Regions from separate parts of the Mus musculus genome. Here region 1 is linked to region 2. Evidence: chromatin contacts called from public Hi-C data. All regions are on one chromosome and are shown on one strand. The core of a region is the stretch at or near the end of the contact, and the rest is flanking DNA. Distances in the headings are between cores, read along the strand shown.

Evidence for each region. Hi-C and Micro-C count contacts between places; a contact is called where the count stands out from the background.
Region 1: a Hi-C map of the HPC-7 cell line shows a contact between it and region 2, with 1.8 times the contacts expected there. The contact joins the promoter of Rabgap1 here to the enhancer-like site in region 2. A contact is called at or near these places in 3 of 39 promoter capture datasets (hematopoietic stem and progenitor cells, macrophages and neutrophils), 2 of 15 datasets of contacts at CTCF or cohesin (CD8 T cells and the NIH/3T3 cell line), 3 of 484 Hi-C or Micro-C datasets (CD4 T cells, the HPC-7 cell line and pre-B cells), 4 of 115 datasets of contacts at active chromatin or transcription factors (the SCID.adh cell line, embryonic stem cells and epiblast stem cells) and 4 of 9 other capture datasets (adipose tissue, liver, macrophages and 1 more).

The regions. Positions count from the first base shown.
Region 1 is chr2:37,438,660-37,445,534 of GRCm38.p6, reverse strand. It overlaps Rabgap1 (RAB GTPase activating protein 1), which reads right to left and starts at 2,250. Exons shown (of 26, transcript NM_146121.2): 1 at 2,079-2,250. It overlaps Zbtb26 (zinc finger and BTB domain containing 26), which reads left to right and starts at 2,363. Exons shown (of 2, transcript NM_199025.3): 1 at 2,363-2,848.
Region 2 is chr2:37,373,300-37,379,983 of GRCm38.p6, reverse strand. It overlaps Rc3h2 (ring finger and CCCH-type zinc finger domains 2), which reads left to right. Exons shown (of 22, transcript NM_001100591.1): 15 at 980-1,126; 16 at 1,463-1,676; 17 at 2,049-2,133; 18 at 2,548-2,629; 19 at 2,716-2,850; 20 at 2,988-3,095; 21 at 3,194-3,342; 22 at 4,556-6,684. The coding sequence ends at 4,751. Among named protein-coding and RNA genes, the nearest start is that of Pdcl, 17 kb to the right of the region's middle. Within about 2 kb of position 3,778, at least 35 of the 459 cell types and tissues checked have an H3K27ac peak or open chromatin away from gene starts, as enhancers often do. A contact at or near this core is called in the HPC-7 cell line, the NIH/3T3 cell line, the SCID.adh cell line and 1 more, where this site is marked.

The DNA of each region.
Region 1 (6,875 bases), core at 1,001-3,500, 67 kb before region 2:
GTAGATATAAAAATAACCAACAAAATATAAACATATTAAATCCAAGGGCATATTAAAAGAATTTTGCCATGACCAAGTAGGATTCAGCCTAATGTAGGATCAACAAAATAAATGAAAGGAATACATTGGTACAAGGAGTGGGGCATATGATCACCTCAACTGATGTAGAGCAGCATCTATTCAAGATAGCATGCTGCATAAAGCTTGGAATTGGCAGAAAATTCTTCAACATGAAGAATTCATAGTGAAACATATGTACTCAATATAAAGCCAAAAAAAAATTCCTGTGCTGGACGTGGTGGTGCACGCCTTTAATCCCAGCACTCAGGAGACAGAGGCAGGCAGATTTCTGAGTTCGAGGCCACCCTGGTCTACAAAGTGAGTTCCAGGACAGCCAGGGCTATACAGAGAAACCTTGTCTCGAAAAACAAAAAACAAAAAACAAAAACCAACCAACCAAAAAAATCCTCTTTGCATTTGGAATAAAACAAGGATGTCCACTTCTACTTTATTGTTACTACTCCTGTTCAACATTGTATTAAAACTGTTTGCCCTATTAGGAAAAAAAAAGCATCCTGCTGGAAAAGAAGTAAATGATTTCTGTTCATAGACTACACCAACGTGTAATAGAAAGATCAAAAGAGTCCACAAGAGGGGCTACCTGAATAAATGAATTGCAAGAGCTATGCAAACACACTTTTAAAAAGCAGTGCTTTGTTTGTTTGTTTGCTTGTTTGTTTTTCGAGACAGGGTTTCTCGGTATAGCAGTGGCTGTCCTGGTACTCATTCTGTAGACCAGGCTGGCTTCGAACTCAGAAATCCACCTGCCTCTGTCTCCCGAGTGCTGGGATTAAAGGCGTGCACCACCATGCCCGGCTAAAAGCAGTGCTTTTTTTAAATGTATTTTTTAGACACTAGCAATAAGCACTATGAAAATTGAGGCAGACCCTGATAAAAATGTGTGAATGAACCAAGAATGCAGAAAACTAAGAAGACATTTCTGAAAATAATTTATATAAAAGGCCTGAAGAGGCACCTTGTGTTTATGGGCAAGAAGACATAAAATAATAATAATAATAATAATACTATTCAAAGCAACCTACAGATTTACAAAAACGGAAAAAAAAAAAAAACGTTCCAAAAGCCGTTTCCCAAGAAATGGTAGTCAATCCTCAAATCAATACAAAAGTATGGCTGAAGATGTAGCTCAGTAATACAGTATTTGCGTATCATGAAAAGTCCTAGGTCCAGTTCCTGATACTAAATTCAGATGGAAGTGAAAAACATCTCGAAGAACCAAAACAGTCTTGAATAAAGATGGAGCACTCACAGTAAATGCCAAACTGCCTGCAAAGTTACGATTATTAAAGCAGTATGGTACTAGCACAAGAATAAACATAGACCACCGTACTCTAGACAGCCCAATAAGAAACTCTCATAAAGCGAACTGATTTCCAAAAAGTCCACTCAATGGGCAAAAAGTTCACCTTTTCAACAGATATTACGGAAAATGGATATCCACAAAATAATACAAGGAGTTAATGCGGGAATAGCTAGCAGTGGTTATACAACATTGTACAAAGCCACTTAGCTTTAAGCTTGGAAAAAGATTAAATTGATAATTATTTCTGTTTCCTATAATAACACCACCAAACGGTAAATAAAACAAATGTAGAGAAAGCAATAACTAAGTGGATGGGCAAAGTAAAGGGAATTCAGAATGATTTCCAGATTTTCTCTTTGGGAAGAGGCCCTGTATGATTGTTTCACCAAACAAGAACTATAGCTAGGTAGGCCTGGGCATGAACTTGTTACGAAAAAGGCACACTAAACACTGGACAACAGGAAATCGGTCTAAGTGGCTGGCTCCAGTGCTCAAGAGAGGTATTCAGGTTAACCACAGATTTGTGAACGGCTAGGGTAACCAAAGATAAGGAAGGCAAGAGATTGACCTGGGAACATAAAAGGAAGATTTCCTAAGAAACACCAGTATCCACAAGGGACGGGACCCAACAACAGCTTTCTGCATTCCAGGCTCCCACGCAGCGAGTCCACATCCCTGGGCGGGAGGGACTTACCACGGCTTGTTCGCAGACAGGCTGCTCAGGCCCATGCAGGCAACGGTCAGCGGGAGCACTTCGTGACTGCAGCCGCGAAGAAGAGAGCTCGGGCCCGCCTTCTACCGAAGAACCACAAGCAGCAGAGCTCACGAAGCCGACCCTCCGCAGCCCGATTCCCTGGCCTCGCCCCGCCCACAACGCGGAAAGTCCCTCTCAGGGGCCCGTCGTCCTCCGAGCATTCCGATTGGCGGAGATGACCATGGGACCTGGAAGTTGTCTTTGTCCGGCCAGGGCTGCCCTTCCGGTTCCGTTGGGTCCCCCTTTGGCTCAGGTTGCCTGCCCCTCCCCCTTCCCGGAGCCCCGAGGGGCCGCAGCTCCTGGTTTTGCCAGATGTAGATGGCGACCTTCCCCCCGGGTCTGTAAGTTCGGAGGCCACCCGAGAGCCGGGCTAGGGTGCGGGGTCTCTGGAAATGGAGCCCCCGTGGGGACCTGGATCGGCCGCAACCTGCCCTGGGATGGGAGCCAAGGAGCTGGTCTAGGCCCCCAGACTTTTGAGCCATTGGACTGGCCCATGCTGCATCCCACTTTCTTCCCCTTCCCGAATCTGCAGTGGGGAATCTCAGGATGCCCCAGGGACCGCTTCCTGAGACCCTCTATATAGGGCCCTGTAGCTGGCCAGGAAGCCAGACTCTGGCATTTTGTAAAAAGTGCTGCAGTTGAGGCCGGCAGAAAACTGAACGGCGGGAGCTAGCCAAGGCAAGGCCTTCAGTGCCAACCGCGAGTCTACTGTAAGTGCCAGGTTTTGATGGGTTTTACCCTTGCTCAACCGCGGATTACAGCACCTTTTGAATTACTGGTGTTATGCCATTCAATAGAGGTTCATCAAATATCCAGTGTTCATCTCCAGTTTGGAAGCGACATTTATAAGCAAATTGATGTTCGTAAGAGGGTGGAGGGTATGCAATATGTTACTTTAATCAACTGCTCTAAGGACAGTTGCTGGGAAGCCTGTAGAAGAGAGTGGCCTCTAAATCCTACTTCTTGATAAAGAGAACTCGTGAAATTACTTTTTCCAAAAAAAGAAAAGTTGTAGTGGTACTGAGACGTTACAGACTATGAGAAAAAGGAATAGGGACAGGGAGGTTGTGTACATAAGAGTTTGAGTTGGAGAAGTAAAGTGAAATCCAAATAGTGAAAAGTTTAACCAACACTAAATGAGATGAATTATCTTTTTGAAGCTCTTTGAGCAGGAAACTGATATGGTCAGATTTGTACTACAGAAAGTAATTTTGTTCTCTGGGAAGCCTGTAGAATAGAAATAGCTGACTCTGGGTTCTCTTAGCTAAAGTCTAGGTACTTATATTTGAGATTATTTTGAAAAGGTGATGACGTCCTGGTGAGATGCATTAAAATCTAAAGTAGAGTTACGGTATTGTTACAAGAAAGGAGGCAAGTGCTAATGTGTCATAGATAATTATACGCTGAAAGAGAAGAAAAAGTAAGTCTTAGAATTTAAGCAGTTGACATTTGAAGAATAGCAATGCCATAATCAGAAATAAAACCACAAAGAATTACAAATTCAGTTTTTGAGTTTGAATTTATGTCTAAAGGGATAGTGACATACAGCTGCCCAGTGTAGGAGCTGGGGACACAGATATGGAGATGAGCCTCAGCGTCATAGCATGTAGACCATAAGAAGATCTGGCATCCTAGAGGGTGCACTGAGAAAGAAGGTTACTGGGAGGACAATGGCTACGCTAATGAAGCAGGAACTCCAATTGGAGCCAACAGTAAAAGGGAGAAAAGAACACAGGGTTGAAGCAACTAGGGTGACCCAAATATCAGAAGAGGATTTTGAAGAGAATCCCTTGGATCTTTTTTGTTAACAGGATGGGTAAGAAGCAATTTTAGTAGATGAGGTAATGAAATATAAAATATCAGAGGCCTCAACTGGTTTGATATTCCATTGGAGAAACGTGAAAGATTTGTTTATTTACTGAACATGTTTAAAGAGCACATAGCAGGCACCATTCTAAGTTCATTTGAAAATTAACTAATAGGCTGGAACGATAGTCAGTAGATACAGCTCTTGCAGAAGATGTGGGTTCCGTTCTCAGAGCTCACACGGTGTCTCAGAATTATCATAATTCCAGTTCCAGGGGATCTCCTACCTTCTGGCCTCCATGCGCCAGGCATGCGAGTGGTGCACATACACACATGCAGGCAGACACTCATAAAACAATTACTTCTTTAATGATGAACTTACTTAATTTTCCTTAGCAGCCCCATTTATTATTGGTTGAAAAGAATCCTGAAACAGACTGGATAAGTAAGTGGCTGAACAGAGTTCTAACTGTAGAAATACGACTCCAGAGTCCGTGCTGTACTCACTGTACTGTGTTATGACTAGATGGGAGTCAAGGAGTGGGAGAGTGTAAGGAAAAATTGGCTTCTTGATTAAAAAGGAGACCTCTAAGCATAGCGAGGGTGAGAAGAGGTAAGTGATGAGTTTATGTTGTATTGTGTATATGTTTTTTCTTTCTTCTGTCCTAAGGTCCACTTCCATTCTATGCAAACTTAGGTGTACTTTTTGTACTCTAATGTTTTCATTTACAATCTGCTTACCATTTCAGTGAGGTTTCTTCTACAGCTTTTGATGTGTGGTGTGTTTCTAACCAGCTCCCCTGGTGGTGCCAGGAAGGCTCTTTTGGTGGATTTTGATAAGCAGCCTATGATCATCTCCTCTAGTAGTCGCTAGGTTAACTGAATGACATACCAAGAGATCCAGCCACTAAAGCCAAATATCTTAGAGTTATTTGGATAGTTTCTCTCTTGTTCTTCACCTTGATGAGCATGGTCATTGTTTAGCTGATTCTTTGTTTTAAATTCTTTTTTAAATTTCTCTAGATAGTCACAATCTCATCATTTCTGTTTTGATCTGTTAAAATGATGGCATTAGTAAAAGGCTGTTCACTTAGCCATTTCCTATATATTCTTCAAATTGCAGAGTTTTGGCTAGTGCAAGAGTATAAGCATCATCATTTTTAAATATTAAATACCTAGAACAGTATCTCCTAGTATATTGTTGAGATTAAAGTTGATTAAATTTAGTAATGAGGATAGGGACTTAAGAATTCTTACCATAGTAATAAGTAATGACCTCTTGGGAAAGGAAACTAATGACAGGAAATAACTAATGGCTAAAGTGTGTGACCTAGGACTACATTATTAAGGGATAATTGGGCTGATAGGTATTGGGAAAAGTTTCCTAAAGGAAACCACAGACTTCCCTAACTTTTTTGGACTAAAGCAGAAAGATAAAAAAGCAGGCTTTTTCTTGAGACACCTCTTCAGCTGCTCATGTTGATAAGTTTCTGGAGAACTCAGGAGTGGGATGCAAATGAACCTGAATTCTAGTTTATCTGTAGAAAAACAAGGGACAAGTTTCCAAACTGAATACATTTGTCATAAAACATTCTAAGTGCTACCTCACTCTAGCTGAAAACAATGTTCACTTTTGACTATGACTAGGAAAATACTGGTCAGCTTCATGAATTCAAGATCAGCTCAACTCGAAAAAATGAATGGCACTTTTGTTTGGGCACTTGACATAATGGTCATTTTTATTATTTCTGGCTAAACTGGAACATTCAACATTTTCAACATTCACTTTTGAAATTACAGAATGAATATTTTAAAGCTACTGCCACTAAAACTGACTGCTTTTTTGAAGTTTGGCTGCTTCAAAATACTGATAATATTCCCAGTGTTTGAAACCTATTGATTTCTCTGCCACATTCACTTCTTTGTATTTAGAATGCCACACAGGAAGAAAAGTCACACTTTGTGATTATTAGCATGCACATGCCCCACCCTTCTGAAGGTTACTTCTTTCAGCTAAATTATAAGATTGAAGATATATATATATGTGTGTGTGTGTGTGTGTGTGTGTGTGTGTGTGTGTGTGTATGTGTGTGTGTGTATATGTATATGTATTGTTGTTGTTTGTTTTTTCCAGACAGGGTTTCTCTGTGTAGCCCTGGCTGTCCTGGAACTCACTCTGTAGACCAGACTGGCCTTGAACTCAGAAATCTGCCTGCCTCTGCCTCTGGAGTGCTGGGATTAAAGGCGTGAGCCACCACGCCCAGCGATATTTTTTTATTGTTGAGGTTTGATCTCACAATGTAGCTCAGGCTGGCTAGAACTTGAATTCTAACCCCCTCAGCCTCTGGGTACTGTGTGCATAGATTTGTGCCTTCAGGCCCAGCTTGAGGTTTTGTTTTTGTTTTTAATATTCTTCTCATTATCAGTTATCAAGGTCCCTGAAAAAGCTTTTACTATTTTTTGCTTGTTTCTTATTACTATTTTCATTCCTTTCTAGTCCCTTGTGGCCCCAAACCCATAATGCCTCCAATCTGTTCTATGTAACAAGGTTATTTTTATTGTAAACCTAACTCTGTAGGCTCAACTACTGCATACTGAGCCTTCCTGTGTGTTTGGTTTGGTACTAGGTGATAATAGTCTGCACCAGTTTGAATAGAAGAGAGATAGGATGTGGGTGTTGCCGCCTAATGCCAGGGAATTTGTAGTTTGGACAGGAAGGAAGTTTCTGATGAAGCAGTGTGAGTGTTATATAGAAGTACTGTGCTGTGGGCTCTACAGACAACACTTCTCTTAAGTGGAAAGAACTAGAGAGCCAGGCTGGCTAGAATGCAGTGTTCTAGAGTAGTCAATGTGACAAACTTAGAGCAAGTAGATATATTGTGTACCTGTCAGAGAGGAATAAGAATAACATCTGGACTCTTGTCATCAGGA
Region 2 (6,684 bases), core at 2,529-5,028:
TCTTCTATTGGCAAATTGCATTAATTAGGACAAAATGTTTGACTTTTCCTCAGTTTCCCTATCTCTATAATTAGTAAACTAGATTTAATGATTCTTACTTTTGGGTCCTGTTAATATTACTATATTGCCTTATTTCCTTTCACATCTGTTCTTTTCCTTTCTTAGCTTCAGAGCTGCCATTAAATTCCTTTTACTATTTAATACTGTATGATTTATTATGTTCCTTTTTTTGCTACATGATCTTTTCTCGAGAGTTACAGATCACTTTTAGACATGAACCGTTTTGTGTTTATTTTTTCTCATTGTTCCCAAGTATATTACACCATGTTAGTGTGTCATTGTTAATTGATTTTGATAGTACTGGTCAGGAATTTTGTAAGAGAACTAAATCAGTAAGACATCTTAGGAAGTAGGGGTGCTTGCAGCAGCAGTTTTCTGGGACTCGCATGGTAGAGGGAGAGAACCAACTCCTACAGGTTGTCTTCTGGCTTCTATTCACACATAATGACACTTGTGTACATATATAATAAATAATTAACATTTAAATTTTTTAAAAAAATTAAAGATCACTTAATAGGACCAAAGTGAAAAAAGGTATAGAATAAATAACTTATGAGACAAAGGGAAAAAAGCTGTGATATTTTCTATTATATATGGATATTATTGCTTAGAGCTGATTTCTTTATTTATTTGCTTCATTCATTTTGAGAGAAGTTTTGCTTTGTGCAGCCAGGCTGGAGTGGAACTCAAATATATATCCCAGTTGACCTTGAACTCCATGCCTTAGACTACCAAATGATGTTTGTTACGGAAGTGAGCCAACATACCCAACTGTTATTTAGTTATGGGAAAGAGTTTACTTATTAACTACATGATCCTTTAATTGTATGATAGTTACTTAGTATTAGTTAGTTTACAAGCTTGTAAAGTTAGGTTTCATACTAATTTACCTTCTTTCCCCCCTTCTTTTTTTAATCAGTTCTCTGAGAGTGTGAGTGGCGCAAAATTTGAGGAAGACCATCTTTCCCATTATTCTCCCTGGTCTTGTGGTACCATAGGCTCTTGTATAAATGCCATTGATTCGGAGCCCAAAGACGTAATTGCTAATTCAAATGCTGTATTGATGGTATGATTTGCTTGATTGGGGAAGGGGGTGGTGGAGGTAGGGAAGATAATGTTGGTATCTGAAGTTTTTAAATGAATACTTTAGTCTTTCATATTCTGGCTATGTATAACTTACCTGTAAGTATCAGGGTAATATTTCAACAAAACTAATTTTATGTAATGTTTAAATTATTTAACCGTAGTTTGGTAGTTTAATATAGTTGTTATATACCATTGAGATCTAAAGTTAGTATAAAGTTGACCAGAAAAACCTAATTATGTGTTTTGAGAACATACTTTATCTTTAGCTACAGCAATCGTCAGCAGCTCTTTCATGGGTATTTTTTGGTCTGTGTAGGACCTGGACAGTGGGGATGTAAAGAGAAGAGTGCATTTATTTGAAGCTCAGAGAAGGACAAAAGAAGAAGACCCAATTATTCCCTTTAGTGACGGACCCATTATCTCAAAATGGGGTGCAATTTCCCGATCCTCCCGAACAGGTTACCATACAACAGATCCCGTCCAGGCAACTGCTTCCCAAGGAAGTGCAACTAAGCCCATCAGCGTATCAGGTAAGCCATTTTACTAATACCAAGGAATTTTTTTTACCATGTACTGTTTATTCCTAACCTCTGAGGTAGAAAACTTAATAATATGAGAATGAAATGGTTTAAGTAGAATTTTTGGCTAGTGGGAAAAAATACATTGCCATTTTAAATAGTACATATTTATATTCTGATTTTTAAATTTTCTTTCTTTCTTTCTTTCTTTTTTTTTTTTTTTTAGTTTTTTGAGACAGGTTCTCACTATATCCCAGCTGGCCTCAAAGCATAGCTGTGGCAGTGCTTCTGCCTTAGCCTCCTGAGTGCTGGGATTGCAGATGTGTACCACCTTGTCTGGCTTATTTTCTGCCTTTCTAAACTGTTTTTCTGTGTTCCATGCAGATTATGTCCCTTACGTGAATGCTGTCGATTCAAGGTGGAGTTCATATGGCAACGATGCTACATCATCAGCACACTATATTGAACGGTAACTATACTCTCATTTCCTTTACTCTCAAACTTACATGCACCTAAAATAGAAAAATCATTACTGGTTGTCCATGGATTAAGCCTTGCTAATTTGAGCTGTGTAAAAACTTTCTGAATGCTGGGCGTGGTGGCGCACGCCTTTAATCCCAGCACCTGGGAGGCAGAGGCAGGCGGATTTCTGAGTTCGAGGCCAGCCTGGTCTACAGAGTGAGTTCCAGGACAGCCAGGGCTACACAGAGAAACCCTGTCTCAAAAAAAAAAAAAAAAAAAAAAAAAACTTTCTGGAACAAATTTTACATTTGGAATAGTGACTAAAACACATTCAGTGATCGTTACAAAGAACATAGAGTCATTATTGCTTTGGCTCCTTTATGTCTCACTTTAACTACAGTAAATATAATTCTTTTTAAAGGGACAGATTCATTGTTACTGATTTATCTGGTCATAGAAAGCATTCTAGTACCGGAGACCTTTTGAGCATTGAACTTCAGCAGGTAGGCTCTATATATTTAGCTTTGATTTTTAAAACGTAAAATAATAATTGAAAGCTAAGCTTATGTTTTCTTCTCTCTTCATGGAGGCCAAGAGTAACTCATTACTTCTTCAGAGGGAAGCTAATGCTCTGGCCATGCAACAAAAGTGGAATTCCCTGGATGAAGGCCGTCACCTTACTTTAAATCTTCTAAGCAAGGAAATTGAACTAAGAAATGGAGAGGTAAGGGAACCGAACCTCTCAGCAATACACTCTCAGACTTCTGAACTAAATCTTTAACTGTACCATTAGGCTTCTTATTTTTATTTAAAAGAGATTCTGCAGGTATAAAATTAATATAATTTTTTTTTAATTTATAGAATGACTACACAGAAGACACTGTAGATACAAAGCCTGATAGGGATATTGAGTTAGAGCTTTCAGCCCTTGATACTGATGAACCTGATGGCCAGAGTGAACAAATTGAAGTAAGTTCCTCAATTGGATAAGTAGTGGCTTTGTTTTGTTGCAAATTAAAATACATAAAATACTGTCATATTGAAGGATTAACATTTTATTTTCTCAGGAAATTTTGGACATACAACTTGGTATCAGTTCTCAAAATGACCAGTTGCTCAATGGAACAGCAGTGGAAAATGGTCATCCAGCCCAGCAGCACCAGAAGGACCCAGGAAAGCCGAAGAGACAGAGTTTAGGTGAAGACCATGTGATTCTGTGAGTGTTAGACAGACCCTTCATAATCAGAGGGTAGAGGCGATCAATACTTAGCGCTAGATGTGCTGGTAGATTCTTGGTTTTTTGTTTTTTTTTTGTTTTTTTTTTTTTTTGCCTTTTTCTATTTATGGGGAAACCTTGTATAATAAAGTAATGATTTGGTCAGTCTGTGTTTTTAGAGGAATTTGAACTAGTAAAGCAGTTTATTTTAAAACCAAAACTCAATTTGGGAATGAAAGTTCTCTTATCTCTAACATCAGGTTATAGTTCTTCAATTTGACCAAACTTGAAGATCATAGGATGGAAAAATAAATCCTAGATTATTTCAGTATTTGGGAAGCACAGGCAGAATCTGCTATTTATATGCTCTAAGTTGTCATGGACTCCAGAGGAAGACAAACCACAAAGTCTAAAAAGCAAACCACAAGGGGCTGGAGAGGTGACTCAGCAGTTAAGCGCACTTGTTTTTTGTAGAAGACTCAGGTTTGTTCCTGAGCCTAAGCATTCACATGGTGGCTTATGACCATCCATAACTCTTGTTTCAAGTGATTCAACCCCCCTCTTGCAACCTCCAAGGGCATTGTACACATGTGGTGCACATACATACATGAAAGCAAAATACTGTATACATAAATTTTATTTTAAAAAACCTTAAAAACTAAAGCAAACAAAAACCTGTGCTGAATGTTTCTTGTTTTAAAAAATCTTGTTATGATGTTCTTGGCTATTATATTGCTATTTTGTATAATTTTTGCCAAATATTTGGTCCTGGTCTTAAAATACTGATTAGATGACACAAATTATCAAGTTTAATTTTTAAATTTTGAAAATATGACCTTTTTAGTGACTTGTAATACTTTAAAAATTATTTAATTTTTATTTATTAGCTTTTATGTGTATGGGTGTTTTGACTGCATATATGTCTATGTGTGTGCAAGCTTTGTGCCCAAAGAGGCCCGGAAGGACATTGCTTCCTCTGAGATTGGAGTTACAGACTGCTGTGTGGTTTTGGCTGTTGAACCCCCAGGTCCTCTGGAGTAGCAGTTGTGCTTTAACTTCTGAGCCTTCTCTTTAGCCCCTACTTAATACATTTTTTAATAAAGAAGATAGGCTTTTCTGTGGGCTTAGAGTTTGAAGTAGCTTTCAGAGAGCAAATGTGATAACTCTTAAATTGTACATAAGTTAATTTGCTTTCACTGTCATTTTCTCTCAGGGAGGAGCAAAAACCAATTCTGCCGGTAACATCTTGCTTTAGCCAGCCACGTCCAATGTCTATTAGCAGTGCAAGCTGCCTCCCCATCACCACATCTGTCAGTGTTGGCAACCTCATTCTGAAAACTCACGTTATGTCTGAAGATAAAAACGACTTTTTAAAACCTATTGCAAATGGGAAGATGGTTAACAGCTGAAAGGAGGCTCAGCTTTCAAATCTGTGACCACACCATGGAAGCATTTACACTAGCTTTTTATATATATAATATATATTATATAATGTATATTTTTTTTAAAAAAAAAGATATTACTGGGGGCATCCATTTCCTGTGGACTCTTTGATACTTCAAGCCCTCTTGCATTAGCATTATGAAAAAAAAGAAAATTTACTTTACTAGGGTAATGTTCACTTTCCAGAAATTATTGGAATTTGGACAACATTTAACTTAAGCTTCAAGCAGCTTTTTATGAGTTTGTAGCAATCCGGTGCAGTAACTGAGCCATTTCCTATTTTAAATGGCTTCTACAGTAAATTAACAACTCAGTTATTAAACTAGCAGGATCCTACAATGATACATCTAGTGAAAGTAGAGTTAATTAACTTATTTCTATTTTATGTTTCACTGAGAGAAATTTCCATCTCATTCCAGCTGCTTTATTTATCTTTTTCATTGGACTTTGCATGGATTTTTCTTTCTTTCTTTTTTTGTTTTGTTTTGTTTTGTTTTTCCTTTTCTTTTCTGTCTTTTTTTTTTTTTTTTGAGAGTGGAGTTAGATGTTCTTACCATAGAGTTTTACAGGGTTATAATAGCTTTCTTTACTGCATTATATGTAGAAGTGTAGTGCAGTGCTTTTATCTGTAGCATTTAATTTTTTAATTTTCCATTTTTCAAGAATAGTTTCTGCTTTGTTAATATTTATACACAGGCTACTTGTTGAAGTAATTAATTAAAAATATAACCAAGTGCCTAAGTCTTTCAGCTGATGTACTAGATATTAAATTCTCCTAAGTTATGCAGAATCGTTTTTACAATTTTGATAAATTATGCACTAATGTAATGGCAATTTTTTAAAATGCAGATTTAAGCCTGTACATTATTGAATCTGATGACTTGGCAAAAGAATCAGGTGCTTTCAGCTTTCTTGAGAAAACCCTGTATGTAGCGTTTGCACTGACTAACAAGATGGTATTGCTGGGTCTTTAATTTAAAGAAATTAATTTGGGTGTTCATTGCATTATTTAGTTAGATATTGTTTATTGTTACTTCATGTTGGGTTTAATTTTCTTGTTTTCTGACTGTTAGGTTGATAAGACTTTGAACCATGTAGTAGTAGAACATTGGCTAACATTACCCATACTTAAAAACATGAATAATTTCTGCCCTGCCATAATGTGACTGAAATTTTCACTTGGCATCTGAAAGTATGCAGTATGTTCAACCAGCTCTGCCCCAGATTTGTGGGTAGTAGTTTATTGAAGCTTAAATTTCAGTCAATATTTAAAAACAAAAGCAGGGCATGCCTTTCTGGTAGTAATCTAATAGTTTATCTTTTTGTTTTTCTTCCATTTCTTTAAGATTAGTTTGACTTTTATTATTTTTTAATTAACTTCTGTGAAGTTGTTTACTCTGAAAATTGTACTGGAATATTTTAAGCCAAGCTGATCTTTCACCAGGTGTACTGTATGTAAGGGCTTCTCCTGCTAGCAAGATGCTTAAACAGGATCATGTTATTGGTCGTCTGAGCTATTTAGTTATTTTACAAAAACCACAGCATTGTATCAGAGAAGATTTTGATAAAAGTTTTGTGCACATTTCCAGGGGTGGGAGGGTTAACATTTCCCTGAAATTTCTTGATTGGAATGAGTAAATACTGGTGTTTGATACCTGTCTTAATGAACATGCTCATAAGGTGACTGATACGTTGTAAATAATACCTGAGAAACAAAGGGGTAGTTTTGATATTCTGGTGTCAGTATGGAAGATCTTACACATTTATTTAATACTCAAGTGTATGAAGATGTTTGTTTATAACATAACAGCACAGTAGCCTTGACTTAGTTTTATTTGGTTAGTACTGTACCTTTTTGCCATGGCCAGTGCTCCCCATCCCTACAAAGACATTTTATTT